2 separate regions of the Cricetulus griseus genome follow, and region 1 is linked to region 2. A link is a contact called in public Micro-C data. All regions are on one chromosome and are shown on one strand. The core of a region is the stretch at or near the end of the contact, and the rest is flanking DNA. Distances in the headings are between cores, read along the strand shown. Region 1 overlaps LOC100758507 (dnaJ homolog subfamily B member 6). Region 2 holds the start of Tomm7 (mitochondrial import receptor subunit TOM7 homolog).

The links. A called contact is a pair of places that touch in the nucleus more often than the background predicts.
Region 1: a contact with region 2 is called in a Micro-C map of the CHO-K1 cell line, with 5 times the contacts expected there. The contact joins the enhancer-like site here to the promoter of Tomm7 in region 2. A contact is called at or near these places in 4 of 8 Hi-C or Micro-C datasets (the CHO-K1 cell line, fibroblasts and liver).

Annotation. Positions count from the first base shown.
Region 1 is chr8:92,889,236-92,892,137 of CriGri-PICRH-1.0, forward strand. It overlaps LOC100758507 (dnaJ homolog subfamily B member 6), which reads right to left. Exons shown (of 9, transcript XM_035448949.1): 9 at 1-84. Among named protein-coding and RNA genes, the nearest start is that of Il6, 170 kb to the left of the region's middle. Within about 2 kb of position 1,541, at least 2 of the 6 cell types and tissues checked have open chromatin away from gene starts, as enhancers often do. A contact at or near this core is called in the CHO-K1 cell line and fibroblasts, where this site is marked.
Region 2 is chr8:92,667,076-92,670,303 of CriGri-PICRH-1.0, forward strand. Tomm7 (mitochondrial import receptor subunit TOM7 homolog) reads left to right here and starts at 1,963. Exons shown (of 3, transcript XM_027429569.2): 1 at 1,963-2,149. The coding sequence starts at 2,047.

The DNA.
Region 1 (2,902 bases), core at 291-2,790, 220 kb after region 2:
CAACCACCCTGGAGCCTTGTATTCGCTGTCCCTGGTTTCCACCTGTCCTTCCACGGTCATTTCCACCTTCTATGGAGCACCTGTCTGATAAAAATACACTGTGAGTGTGCATTATTTAATCTTTCCCAGTAGCCACGTTAAAATACATAAACAGCTGGACATAGCAGCTCATATCTGTAACCACAACATTCAGGAGGCTGAGGCAGGAGGACTACTGTAAGTTCAAGGCCAGCCTGGGCTGTTGTATTAGTCAGGGGTCTCTAGAACAGGGTTTCTGAACCTTCCTAATGCTGTAACCCTGTAATACACTTCCTCGTGTTGTGGTGACCTTCAACCAGAAAATTATTATGTTGCTGCTTCATAACTAATTTTGCTACTGTTATGAATCATAATGTAAATAGCTGACATCTGACCCCTGCGGGGGTTGGGACCCACAGGTTGAGAACTGCTGCTCTAGAGGAACAGAATTTATAGAATATATATATATATATATATATATATATATATATATATGTATGTATACACACATATATATGTACACATATATATATATATATATGAGTGTGTGTGTGTGTGAAATCGCATAAATATGTATAAATCCCATCTGTATAACATTTATAGGACTGGCTTACAGACTGTGGTCCCACTAGTTCAACAATGACTATCTGCCAACAAAAGATCCAAAAGTACAATTGTTTTCAGTCTGTGAGGCTGGATGCGTCGGCCAGAACCCTGAAGAGGCAGGCGCTAATGCCAGTGAGGGGTGGACTTGCAAAACAAAGAGCAAGCAGGCCAAGGAAAAAGTGTCCTTTTGCCATGTCCTTTACACAGGCTGCCACCAGAAACTGTGGCCTGGATTAGAGGGGGAATTATACCTCTTCAAAGATCTGGATTAAAGCTGTATCTTCCTGTCTCAAAAGATTTGGATTAAAAGTGAGTCTTCTCCCTTCAAATGACTTCATTAAGAAAAAACTCCTTCACAGATGTACCCAGCTGCTTGGGTTTTAGTTAATTCCAGATGTAGTCAAGTTGACAGACAAGAATTGCCATCCCAGCTATATAATGAGACCCAGTTTCAAAAAACAAACAAACAAAAAGACAGGAGGAATTAATTTAAAAATTTGTGTTTAATCCTTTAGAGGATCCAGTGGAACCAGTGCAGAGTGATTAAGGGGGTATTTTTACACACTTTATCTATCTCCATTTCTTAAATGCTCTCTCACATTTCAGCTAAGACGCAGTGCAGCTGCAGGGTGACACCTAGCTTCCTGAGACGAGTGTCTACGAACTGACACTGTAGCTCATCCGCATTTGAAGTCCTATAGGAGGCCGACCTGCAACAAATCACTTCATAAAAGGCAAAAGCATCCAGTACATCTGTGTTCATCAAAACAGAGTTCTCTGGAGACCCTTGTTAAAAATAGAACAGCAGCTTCCTAATCTCAGATGTGCCTCATTAAAATGGTGCAAGGGAGAGCATTGCGCAGTTGTCAAAAGCGCCTTGAGCAATTTTCTGCATCTTTGCCAGAGTCCAGAGAGGAAGGTTCTGAATCACCGGATGGAGGATTGACATCCCACGCAGGGCTGTCAGGCTAGATGCCCAGAGCCAGCTCCTTTCCCTGTGCCCACACTTGCAGCATGGTTTACACGGGCATGTATTCTTCACCAGCGATCATTTTAACTTCCAGGATTAGGTTATCACCCAATTTGTAGAATAAGCACAGATTACAACACTTCTTCAGCTTGCTTGCTTGGGTGGGTTTTTTACTTTACAGCAGGCTTGTGTGTAGCGATTTGTGTATAGGTGCTGCCACCTAGTGGCAAAAGACTACTGGCACCTGTGGAAAGGAATATGGCCTCTGCCTGCCGAGAAACCTTGGGCCAATGTAAAAACAATGCGCCAGCTGATGAAGATCCTGGTTAAGTGTGGCTCACGGACCAGCATTAGTAGCACCCCTTGAAACCTGCTAGAAATGTGAATTACTGGGTCCTGCCCTGTCCTCTAAAAGCAGGATAGAAGTCGTAAACCACAGAGACAACCTGAAATAATGGCTCTCGGTCTTTTTTAAAACACACATCCCGTGGCCATCGTAGACAATCTGAAGTGTGTGCAGGGTTCGTGCCCAGGTGACAGAGGAGGGTGTTAGGTGTCCTGCTCTATCATTCTCTGCTTTATCCCCTTACTGAAGCTGGAACCAGCCTGCCAGCCAGAAACCCCACGCTGAGGTTGCAGGTGCGCGTGGCCATGCTCAGGGTTTGGTTTAGTTTTGTTTGTTCCTGCACACACACCCCACAACCCCACCCTGCCCCGCCCTTTGTGTTTGTTTGTCTGCTTGCTTTTGAGACCAGTTTTCTCTGTGTAACAGCCCTGGCTGTCCTGGCACTCGCTCTGGAGACCAGGCTGGCCTCGAACTCAGAGATCCACTGCCTCAGCCTCAGAGTGCTGGCATTAAAGGCGTGCACCACCACCGCCCTGCTTTTTCTTTAAATGTGGGAGCTGCGAGGTTAGAATCCATGTTCTCATGGCTGAACAGATAGGCCCTGTACTATCTCTTGAAACAAAATTTTAAGAGCACACACAGCTAGACTTGGCAACCACGTGAAGCTGGCCATGGTTCCTAGTCCTGACCCTGCCATGAGCCCGGTCACAGTGAATGTGGGGAAGAGCATGGGTACCAGCACAGAGGACAGTGCCTTTCGGTGTCAAATTCACTCTGGTTTAAGAGCCAGGTCCTGCTTTGATGTGCTAGGATTTTAGAACCACTGCCAGCCTATACTGTAGTTTTGTTGTTATTGTTTTGGTTTTCGAGACAGGGTTTTTCTGTGTAGCTCTGGCTGTCCTGGAACTTGCTCTGTAGACCAGGCTGGTCCCAAACTCGAGAGATCCATCTGCCTCTGCCTC
Region 2 (3,228 bases), core at 713-3,212:
ATACGAGCAGACATGCAGATGTAGAATGGAGAAATCTCATAGGACCCCACTGCTAGACAAAGAACGATAGACAGCTAAGGGATACAGAGAGTGGGAGAAATAGTCTTCCCTCAGTGATGAGGCCCCTAATCGATTATCCCAAGTGGTTAGCACTGAGCTCATGAACATGCAGAAACACTGGAAGGGCTCAGCAGGTTGTATTTATGTATTTGTGTGTGTGTGTGTGTGTGTGTGTGTGTGTGTGTGTGTGTGTGTGTAACAGTAACAACTGAGGACGTTCAGAATTTTTAGAGGGCATGGGGGAGGCCTGGAGGAGTTGGAGGAAGGATGGGGAATGGAAAAAATCATGAAATTGCATTTTAATTTTAAAAAGTTAAATAATAATAATAATAGAATACTGGGGCTGCAGAGACAGCCCAGTGGCTGAGTGTGTACTGCTCTTGTTGGTACCCATCATCCACATCAGGTTACTCTGACACCAGGGGAATTCTACACCTCTGGCCTGAGTTAGCATCAGGACAAGAGTTCATATTCACACACTCCCATACAGACGGCATGGCATGTACACATTACAGACGTACACGTAGGCAAAACACCCATACACATAAAAAAGAAAGAGCTCTCTTGGAGCTTGAGAAATTAAGAAGTTCTAGACCTGCAATCAAACACTCAAATGTGACTGCCTCAAATACAAACCAATGGCCTCGTCCCCAAATAATCAAGTTTTCTAGGTATAGATCCCCACCAGGAGGAATAGCTTTTAAAGTAGTAATGTCCAGCCAAGAGAGGACAACCACCAACCCTCTGTATTAAGGAAGACAAGATGTGAGCCTGAGGTGAGTCAGACATTATGGATTGTTGCTACTAGAACTTACAGTAGAGGAGGGAGCCCCCTCACACACAGCCAGCAGGAGTCACATCTCACTGACTCCTTTTTGTTTCAGTGTGATCTCTTGGGCCAAAGGTCAGACTTGGTGGTACAGCCTTGCAGATCACTGTGAGTTTGAGGCCAGCCTGGGACTTTACAGAAGGGTTCTAGAAGGGTTACACAGTAAGAACCTGCCACAACAGATAAACCTGGAATTTCATGTGAAATTTCCCAATTTAAAAATGCTGGGAAGTGAAAAAGATCATAGGCCACATGGTGGTAAATGCACACCTTTAACCCAGCACTCTTTAGAGGCAAAAGAAGGTGGATCTCTGAGTTCAAGGCCAGCCTGGTCTATAGAGTTCCAGGATAGCCAAGGCCGTCCCTGCTTCCCTGGTTGCTTGAGGATGCAGTAGGCACGCACTTGGGGGACTTCTTTTGCCTGTTTTTTTTGTTTGTTTGTTTGTTTTTTTGTTCCACAGTTCCAAGCAGAGGAATCCTGTCTTAGGAAACCAACAAACAACAGAGCGTGCGTGCAGAGGCGGAAGGAAACCTAGAGATTGTGCTGTTGGGTGAGGGTTCATCGTTAACCTTTCAGGCAGTCATACCTCTGGCTTTAAGGAACTGAGTCCGGAATGTTAAAGAACTTATCCAAGACAACACAGGCTGGTAAACTGAATCAGAGTGAAGCTCTGCCGTTTGGAATTTAACCGAAACTCCTTCTATCTCAAAGAAAGAACACTGGGAGATGTGCTTTACAAACTGGTAAAAACTGTGGAAGAGAAAACAGGAGTCGTTGCAGGCAAAAGAAAGCCCCGAACGCGCGCCTACGGCGTCCTCCAGCCAGGGAAGCAGGAGATAAACTCAGTGCACGCGGATCTCAGGGGTTCGAGGACGGCTTAATCTAGACAGCGAGACCCTGTCTTTAAAAACAAAAAACCTCCCTCTCTCCCAAGAACAAGCCCAAGCTAACACACGGACGCGACCGGCCACGGGAGCGCAGGTATCACCCAGCGCCGGGCAGCGGGGAAGGCGGCGAGTTACGGCCTCTGCGGGCGACGCCTCGCGACTCCTGCCGTAAAGGCCGCCGCGGCGCATGCGCAGCTCCGCTCCCGTCGGGCTCCGGACGCGCTCGTCGTCGTGGTGGAGACTTGTCCTTCCTCTGGCCCGTCGTCACCATGGTGAAGCTGAGCAAAGAAGCCAAGCAGAGGCTGCAGCAGCTCTTCAAGGGCGGCCAGTTTGCGATCCGCTGGGGCTTTATTCCTCTCGTGATTTACCTGGGTCAGTGCGGGGCCGCGGGGGCCGCGGGCGGGGTCGCCGGGCCGGAGCCAGCTCCGAGTTGTTCCGTTAGCCCTGCGGGTGGTGGTGGAGCAGCCCCAGCCCTCCTCAGTCTGTACCTGAGGTAAAGGCAGGGCCTTTCCAGACTGAGCGCGGGGCCAGGCCACCCCTGGGGAGACGAGAGCGATGCTGTCAGTGGACGGAAGCTGCATCAGGTTAAAACGCCGCTGCCTCACAGCACGGTTATGACAGAAGTCGGAAGCCTAAGCTTTCTTACTTTTATAATGAAGGGGTTTGGTGGGTTTTTTTATTTCCTCCAAAGTTACTGACCCCATTTTTCAGGGAAAGAAACCGAGCCATAAAGTCATACTTGCTTGCCCGAGTGAGTGTCCAGGCGGAGATATTCACCAGTGGTTGCACACTGCTCCTGGTTGAGTAGTTTTTTCATTTTTAATCTTAGTTGCTTCATTCAGTCAAGAATGTCAAAGGAGGGCTGGAGAGATGGCTCAGCGGTTAAGAGCACTGACTGTTCTTCCAGAGGTCCTGAGTTCAATACCCAGCAACCACATGGTGGCTCACAGCCACCTTAAATGAATCTGCATGCAGGCAGAAGACTGTATACATAATAAATAAATAAAATCTTAAAAAGAAAAAAAGAAGGTAAAAGGAAAACAGCATAGGATTTTATCTCCAGCTCTCTGGGCTTGAGTACTTATTTGACATTTCAGGATTTCCATTTCACATGCTAAAGTAGGACCTCACTAGGTGCTACATCCAGTTTGCTTTAGTTGACTTGCCCTACATAGGAACAGGATAATACATTCATCGGCAGAGCCTTTAACTAGGGTAGACATTCTCCAGGCAGATGTACCTGTGAGATGTGTGTGAGCTGTGATAACGTGTATGTTTTGATAGAACTTAGATATTTTTCCTTTAGTATCATTGCTGAGACCCTGCCTCATGTAGCTCAGGCTAGCCTTGAACTCAGAGATCCACCTGCCTCTCTACCTCTCAAGTGCTTGAATTGCAGGCCTGCACCATCACATCCAGCTCTTTCCTCCTCTGTTTTGGAACAAAACCAG